Linked DNA regions of Mus musculus: region 2 is linked to region 1. A link is a contact called in public HiChIP or PLAC-seq data. All regions are on one chromosome and are shown on one strand. The core of a region is the stretch at or near the end of the contact, and the rest is flanking DNA. Distances in the headings are between cores, read along the strand shown.

Region 1 (4,482 bases), core at 804-3,303:
GCATGGTGTGGGGGTGAGAGCAGAGGGGGCCCAGCCCAGCCCCGGCTCCAGGCAGCATTAATAAAATGCAGGTGTTTGTACAGTTGCTTTAAAAGAGAGCGGGGAAGAAAGAGTCTCAGCTGCAGGAAGCATATAGAAATGAGCAGGGTTCAGTGGAGAAGAATGTGCAGGCAAGTCATGAGAACGCATTTTGCAAAGTGGGCTGGATTTGGGTGACTGGAATGCAATGATTGCTGATACAGGGCTGTGTGTGTGTGTGTGTGTGTGTGTGTGTGTGTGTGTGTGTGTGTGCACATGCCTGTACAGACAGGATTCTATTCTTACATAGACATATACTATCACCATACATCTTTTCCCAGAAGCACCTCAGACATCTTGGATTTGGCCTTCCCTCGCTATGACCCAGGATTGGTTGCTACAGACCCCACCACCAAGGGGCTGCCTTTTCTCTGCCTTTTCCTTTCTCTGGACTTCACACCCTGCCCATCTTCCCCACCACCATCCCTTTCCCTCTGAGGCTTCCCAATGGCTGTTTCTAGTTGGCCTCCGGTGTCTTCATCTCCCCTCTGCTCTATCTCCAAGTCAACACTCAGGAGCCCGGTTTCCTGTTTTCAGAGCCCACTTCTGTGGCCATAGCAGAAAAGAGTCCTTGGGCATCTATAGCTCTGCGCCAGTGGCTATTCAGCTTCTGTTGCTCGTGTGCTGGCCTCCAGGAGCCTCCTGAGATTCCTGTGCTGGTTTATAATGAAGCAGGTGAGGGAGCTGCATCCTCTTGGCCACTCAAGGCAGGATCTGAGTGAAGAGAAACAGAGGTGATTACCCTGAGACCTGGGCAGTAGCTCCAAAGACAGCTGGGTTCAATTATGGTCCCCCTGTCCTCCTTCCATCTCCTATGATAAAGGAGGTTGAAGCTGGTTACGCCTGTGGTTTACATTGTTTGGGTCCTGGTCTGAAATCCATTGAGGAATAAGGTTATAGCCATTTGATGACACAAGAAAGAAACTGGGTGATCCAGGTGGGGCCCCAGACGGAGGTAAAGTTCTTCAAATGGAAGTGGGTTCCTGAGTTCATGAGGAGAGAGGACCAGGGACATATGCTGAGAGGCGTAGGGCTCAGCTGCTGCTAATCCTATGCTGACCCTGCCTGTAGTGTGTACGTGTGCAGGACTAATGTGCTCTCCAGAATCCAGAGCCCAGAGGTCACGAGGAGATCAGGGGCTGGCAGGAACGCATCAGCTACCCTCTCCCTCAGCCCAGACAGAAATAACACTCTGGAGGATCAAGCTTTTACATTCTCACCTCTCCCATCCACCAAACTGGAGTCAGCAGATGGGAAGAGCGGGGCAATCAGATTGGCATTTAGCAGCACAGTCTGTGCCTGGGTCAGCCTTGGGGGGAGGGGGTGGGCTTCAGGACTAGCTGCCAGCCCACTAGGGAACTTTAAGCACTCCCCAATAAAGTTTCTGCAGCTGCAGTGCCCCAGGAGAGCGAGCCTGAGATACCTAAGATTTGAGCTAGCAGGGATGACAGTGGCAAACACCTTGGAAAATCCAGGATGAGCACTCTCCAAACCAGCATCATATGTCTTGGAGAGCCCCGGCCTCTCCTCCCTTCTGGGAGTCCCGGTAGGGGACAGCCTTGCAACTTCAGGACCGCACCCCTGTCTGAAAATCTTATGGAGCCCCTCCCCCACCCGCCCTGTGACAGGGGTCAGCAAGCCACAGATGTTTCTAATGAAGGTCCCAGACCCTGCCAGGAGGTAACAGGCAAACCACACAGCCCTGGATCCCACAAGGGGCCACAGCCCCCGGACCTACGAAAGCACACGCTGCCCAGTGAATGAGACCCACACTCTGGCATTCTCAGTTCTTTTCAGGAAATTGCCAACTTAGCCCTTGGCTTTCTCCTATCCCGCGCCCTCCCCGTTTCCGTAGTAACACCCCCCACCCCACCCCACCCCACCCCCGCGCGCGCCCACCCTCCGGAGCCCCTCCCCTTGCTGCCTGCCCCCTCCTCTCTTCTCCACCCTCGGGTCTCATCAGTCTGGGTGGGAACCAGGATTAGAGTGCCTGGGGACTGGGCCGCTTTTCCCAGGGCCGCTATGCTTTCCTGATGTCTTTGCAGCCGCAGGCTCCTGCCCCAAGCTTTTCAAGTCCCCAGACTTAATGAGCGGTCCTGGGTTTCCTCCTCTTCCCTTTCTCTGCCTCCAATAAAGTGAGAGAATTAACCCAGGTTTTAAGTGCCCGGGTTCCAAGTTGCATATCAAAGGGGGCTTCCCCAAGCTGCTTCTGCATTTCAAAGGGGCTGATTTACGCTTTCACTTAAACCCACACTTTTTGGGGTAAGAGTTTTACTGAGAGGTCAAACTCTGGAAAAACAAATGGATCCCCATTCACCCCTCCTGGGGTGCGCTGGGCCATTGGTGTATAAACTGCCCACAAGAAAGGTGGGAAAAAGGCTGCTCAGAAGCCAGGGCCCAGATCACCCCTGTTCCCGTGGGGTTTGCCTTTAGGAAGTGGGAGGGAGCACCGTCGGATCCTCCCAGCTGCTACAGGCCCTGTGTGATGGAACTAGTCAAATCCTAAACTCTGTGGCTGCTTCCTGCCCCTCCCAAGTCTGTTAACTACCATATACTGGGCCTTTCCTGCTTTATTTCCTTCTAACTGCAAAGCCCCTGACAATATTTAGCTACCATAGACCCGAATCAGTTTCCGAACACCAGCTTTCTCACACCCTCATAAAGCATTTCCACCCCAAATCCACTCACTCCACAACCTCTGCCATCATCCTACCCCACCTCAATTCACTCCTTGCTATGACTTCCTGATCCTTGAGGTCCTTCTCCCAACATCTCACCCCAGAGCCCACCTCCATGAAGTATCTTGAGAGATTCTGATCTCCACCATAAATGTGAAGACGTTCTTACCATGATTTAACACAGACCTGGTCCTTAAGCTTTCTCCATCATTAAGTCCCTGCGGAACGTGCAAGCAGTCAATGAAGCAGTCCTTGAGAGGGGCCAAGGAGATGATACAGCATCCTTGAGGAACATCTTAGGCATAATCGAGGGGTCAGAGCTGGAGAAGCATGGTGTAGTTTCCCCTTAAGGGTTGCATCTGTGTTTCCTTCTCTCACCTCGCCACCCGAATATTCATTTATGTAGTCACACAGAGCCATGTGCTGGCAGAAGACCTTACTAAGCACCTTCTGTATGTCAGGGGATTGAGACCAGAGAGCCGGTAATGAACTACAGTAAAACAAGATGAAAACCCCATCTCCCATGAAAAGGCTGTCAGTGTGTATAACCACAACTAACCTCTCCGTGAGGGTCTGGGGAAAGCTTCGGGCAATTTATTTCTAACTTGGAAACTGGTCAGGAACTTAGCAGATAGATGAGTATATTCTGGGTGCAAGGAATAGTAGGGACAAAGGCTATGATGGTGGTATCCCACCGATCAGTGTGTCCAGTACTCAGTGTGGAGGGAAGTAGCAAGAGAAAAAAGGGCATCAAATCTCATTATGGGTGGTTGTGCTCACATGTGGTTGCTGGGATTTGAACTCAGGACCTTCGGAAGAGCAGTCAGTGCCCTTACCCTCTGAGCCCGGTGGCACACGCCTTTAATCCCAGCACTTGGGAGGCAGAGGCAGGCGGATTTTAGAGTTTGAGGCCAGTCTGGTATACAGAGTGAATTCTAGGGCAGCCAGGACTGCAGAGGAAAACCCTGTCTCAAAAAACCAGAGGGGGAGACGGGTTATAGGTGGGAAACCCACCACCTCTGCCACGTTACCACCCAAACTTGACCCTGCTAAAAACCAAGTTGCATTCCTGAGTTATAATCAAGTTCAGTGCTCTGAGTCTGCCTCCAAGAAACATCACCAAGGCAACCTGAGGTTGACAGTGACACTGACTGTTCAGAATAGATGACCCCCAAGCCCTCAAGAAGACACTCAGAGACAAGCACTAACAACAGTGGAGACAGAACCAGCAATGAGGTCATCAGCACCGCCGGACAGATATCTATCCTTAGCCAGAGAATACTCCGGAACTCTTAGGGAGGTCCTAGGATCTGTTCCCTCTATAGCCGCAATGGCTAGAGCACAGCCACAATACCTTCACCAATGACATGAAGTTCATGCAGAGTGCCCAGCTACTTCGGAGCTATGAAGTGAATATTTGAGTGAGAAATTGTCTAGCAAACACACAGAAAGGGAGAGGGAGCTGAACTGAAGAAGATGGGCGATGATCTCAGAGGAAGATAGCAAGAGCCCAGGAGAGAGGTTTCCTTTGGGGTGGCCACACGTATTCAGCCACTGTCTCTGCTTACCGGCCCCTCCTCCCCAGGGAAGCACTAAGTAGGGCAGACTCTTCTCCCAGAGTCCTTAGCACAGGAGTCACTCATTTCTCTACCCATAAGATGAGCTGAAGAGGGTGTCACTGGGACCAGGAATAAAACTTCCTCTCTCCCTGGAGAGAGATGAGGAA
Region 2 (4,128 bases), core at 1,264-3,763, 210 kb before region 1:
CAGCATGTGTGTGCTTCTAATGTCTACTTAGGTGGTTTCTGGTGAGAATTGCTTCCCTGCTTAAAGTTAGCTACACACACATTTCCTCCAAGAACCCTGTAGGCTGGTCCACCACTTTCTTCTTCGGGTAAGGAAGCGGTTCCAAGAGGTGAAGTCCATCCACCCCCTCCAGCATCCAGCCTGGGCCTGAGGTTTAGAAACTCCCCTGCCTTGGCAAGCCCTGTAGCCACTTAGCTCTCAGGGTTGCGAGGCCTCTGTTGACAAGCTGCAAGCCAGTCTCAAATCTTAAATCTTGATATTCTAAGCTAAACGATACATCAGTCATCCCAACCTAATGATCCCTTGAGAAATTCTCGAGGGTAGCTGGCTTGTAACTTTGCTGGGTATAACCCCTAGGTTAGACAGTGCTGCACAGCTCAGAGGACTCCTGCTTTCTCACACAGCACTGCAGAGGAATGGGGCTTGAAACTGGCACGTTTGTTCAGGGACCCAGTCTAATGGCTTACCGCTCCACCACACCTCAGACACGACCGACCGTTGTTGTTTTAGCCCAGAATGGCTCAGCATCTTGTCTTCCACCAGGCAGCAGGATTTGTGTTTGGTGGATACATGGTGAGACGAGAGGGAACCCATTCCTCTTCCTTTAAGGACCCAGAAGCTAACACGCTTTATTTCTGCTTACATGATGTTGGCCAAGCCGTAGATGAAATGCTTAACGGAAAGGTTGAAAATGTTAGTAATCTCAGTAGTCATATGCCCAAGTAAATGAGATATTTCAAGAACACACCCCCTTCGGAGGCCAGTTACAGAGACTGCAGGGGCTCTCGTACAGATGCTAGGCCGCTCACAGCCTTGAAATGCAACACTAATACTGGATGATTAAAAGTTCTGTCTTTTTCTCTTTGGTTTCTGAGACTGTAGCAGGCTAGAACAGTCAGTTACTCTTCCAAAAATCCTGTCCCAACCCCACCTCAGTCTTTTAAGCAGGAACTAAAGTGTGTGTTTTAACTAGTATGGAAGGAAGAAACTAGAGAATGAACTTGGGTCCAAAGTCATAGACTACACATGGTTTTTTCCCCCCCCCCAACTGTTTTTCTTTTTCCCTGCCTACACTTTTGCTTTCTTTATACATTCGTTGAAAGATAGCTAGAGAAGAAACCCCTTTATTCTAAGACCTGGGCTATACTTAGGCTGGCTGTGTGCTCCTCTGGTAGAATCTGGAAGTCATTCACAGAGCTAGGAGTTTGCATTTGTTAAAACACCCAGGTAATAATACGAAAAGATGTTAAATCATTTGTTGATTTTCTTCAAAAAAAAAAAAAATCACTTCCAAAAGGGCTTGGCGTTCTTTCTCAAATATGATTTAAGCCCCATGATGGTTAGTTTAGTTCAGAACATGCTAGTTGAACACCTATTGTTTACAAAGCTCCAGATGCAGAGGACGTGGGGGAGGGAGAGGCAAAGTCCCTTCTTTTTAGCTCAAAAGAAGATGTAGTTAGATAAATTTAATCAAAAACAGACGGACACCTGTTGCAAAGGTTTGACACCCCCCCTCCCCCGATAGGGCTTGAAAAGGATAAAGAGAGAGATTCTTTCCAGCTAGGGATGACCAGGCATGGTTGCCTGAAAGCATGCGGGCCTTGAATTGGATTCAGCTGGTGAATACTGACAAAACCTGCATCCCATTGTCTCTTTTTACTGTTTGAGGATAGATCTGGAGACCCTGGGGAATGCTGGCTACTTCTAGCACTGACCCTGATTAGTGACAAATGTTGAATCGTGCTGACTAATGCGTTCTAAATGGATTGACTCAACAATAAAGGGACATCGAGAGTCAAGAGTTCAGGTCCTGACTCTCACCCATGTGATGAAATGCAAATCGCTTCGCGCTTCCTCCTCCTCTTTGCTTTCTCTCTCTCTCTCTTTCTCTTTGTTTGTTTGTTTTATTCATCGATTAAAACATGTTTGTCCTGAGAATCAGTAGGTTACCTTGGCTAGTAAGTGCTTTACAAACTTCAAGGGTGGCAGAAATGCTGAGCAGCTACTACTACTGAGGACAGGCTTATTGCAGCCTTACTTTATTTCACAATCCATACCGAATCAGTCTGTCCGTCCATCCGTCACACGCTGCTCACTGACCATGCAAAACTTCCATTTCCTCACATGTGCCCCGGGAACTGACAGAGAGTGAACTGCACTCACTGACAAATAGGGGAGCTTTTGAAAAATCTTCCATCAACCTACTGGGGCGTCCGGGCCTCTGGACAACAACTGTCAGCACAAAACTAAGCACCCTTCCGTTGTGCACACCGCTCTCTCTCTCTTCTGACACCTCCCCAGCTTGAGAACCTGGCCTTCCATGTCCAGATGTTTACTGAATTCTGAAGCCCCCCCTTCAAAGGGCCCAAATTCTTTTGTTGCTCTTCAAATCATTTCCCACAGAGACTGACCAGTGTCCTGAAGGAGCCCTTCAATAGGGAGGATAAATGGAGGCCGATGAAGACACGACCCCCTGAGGCGTGCCCGCAACCACTCTAACAAAGGGCCTGAGGCACAACCTTGTAAGGAGTGTTTTGGTCAGCAGCATCCCTATGAGAGGCCACGTCTCCCCTACGGGGCTGCTTTCAATGGCTCTCACCATAGTGGACGTCCTGGGCGTTTGTTAAGGGCTGTGGGGTGCTAGGTGCAGCATAAAACATCTAAATCGGGCTCACGGCCTTTGTGAGGGCTTCCTGAGACCACAGAAGGCAGCTGGCTTTCTCAGGAGAAACTTAGGGGTAACAAAGCCAAAGGGGGGGCTCCTGTGTCTTTGGATGATCCTGTCCCACCTAGTAGAGATAGACTTCCCCTTTTGTCTGTGGCTCTTTGGCAGTCAAAGCCAGAGTTGCTGGACCTTAACCCTGACTGGGCCATTTCTGAGTGTCTCTGGGGCATGCAGTGGTTGACTCTGTGGGAGGGGACCCCTGCAGCAGGGAAAGCTTTGGTTAGGTTACTAGTGGCAAGCTAGTACATTTCATGACAATTTCTTTTTAACTTTCTCTTTCTTTTTCTTCTTAGTTTTTTCCCCCTCCCTCTCTTGTTCCTTTTAGGCCACGAAAGACCATAGGGATACTGTGACCTTTGTCTAGTGCTGATTGCATGTGACTCATGAAATGAAACAGGACTGCGCTGCTTGGAAAAAGGAAACGGAAGCCAACATAATGAGGATTAATTGGTTGGTTGCTGTTGAGGTGGTAACAGTGATTTCAGACCCGGAAGGTGAAGATGAAGAAGCCTTTATCCAGTCTCTGGATGCAGAGGCTAGGGGCTCCACCACCGTGGGATGTCAGCGGCCATCGTAATAATTTGCACTTACACAGCACCTTTCAGCCATGCCCCTCAAAGTGGTTCAGCCACATTAATTAATTAAAGCCCACAATCCCCCTAGGGAGAGCAGGAGGGGGACTAACAAGATTTGTAATTACAGAAGGGAACATTTCCGAATAAAGTATTGTTCCGCAAATAAAAAGAATAGGTGTACAAAGAACCGGGGTCTCCAAAGAGTAACTGATTCACAAATGAAATATCGAAACCGTGGGGGAAACTGAAGGCGGCCATGGGCGTGGGGGTCTGCTCTAGTGTCAGAGGGAGGTCGATGGCCTCAGAACTCGCTGACAGGCTCAGACCTCACTTCGGAGCAGAGCGTGCATGGTATTAGTGTTGTTTGGAAGGTCATTAGTGCTGTGACTATTGTAAGTATAAATTCACGTTCCACTGGTATATTGTGCATAGCCTCGCAGAACAAAGAGTGAAATTCTTGCAGTATTTAATAAAGGATGAAGTGGTTTCTTTAGAGTTGAAACCCAAAGCTGGGCCACTCAATTAGCAAATAAATCAATTGGTGACCCATGGGGTAATTCAGTCCTTTCCCTCGGATCCCCAGCCCACCAGTTCCCACTGCCCGGAGGCTCCTAGCTGAAGTATCAGATTGAGATGGTTCAGTGCAATGTTTGCGGGGCTTAAGCCTCCTCAAAGTCAAAGTTTGAATCTTCCCAGGGCTGGCAAGGTGGCTCGGCTGGCAAGGATACTTGCCACTAAGCCTGATGACCTGGATTCAGTGCCCGGATCCCACATGTCAGAAGGAAAGAG

Evidence for each region. HiChIP or PLAC-seq counts read pairs in DNA pulled down with a chosen protein or histone mark.
Region 2: a contact with region 1 is called in an H3K4me3 HiChIP or PLAC-seq map of embryonic midbrain, with 3 times the contacts expected there. The contact joins two enhancer-like sites. A contact is called at or near these places in 1 of 484 Hi-C or Micro-C datasets (the G1E-ER4 cell line) and 2 of 115 datasets of contacts at active chromatin or transcription factors (bone marrow-derived macrophages and embryonic midbrain).

The regions. Positions count from the first base shown.
Region 1 is chr12:80,021,163-80,025,644 of GRCm38.p6, forward strand. Gm36660 (a long non-coding RNA gene) reads right to left here. Exons shown (of 4, transcript XR_872852.1): 4 at 1-792. The region is part of intron 1 of Gm36834 (a long non-coding RNA gene); the gene reads left to right. Among named protein-coding and RNA genes, the nearest start is that of Gm36834, 3.8 kb to the left of the region's middle. Within about 2 kb of position 2,054, at least 41 of the 459 cell types and tissues checked have an H3K27ac peak or open chromatin away from gene starts, as enhancers often do.
Region 2 is chr12:79,810,853-79,814,980 of GRCm38.p6, forward strand. It overlaps Rad51b (RAD51 paralog B), which reads left to right. Exons shown (of 11, transcript NM_009014.3): 11 at 3,090-3,838. The coding sequence ends at 3,106. Among named protein-coding and RNA genes, the nearest start is that of Gm36048, 14 kb to the left of the region's middle. Within about 2 kb of position 2,514, at least 30 of the 459 cell types and tissues checked have an H3K27ac peak or open chromatin away from gene starts, as enhancers often do.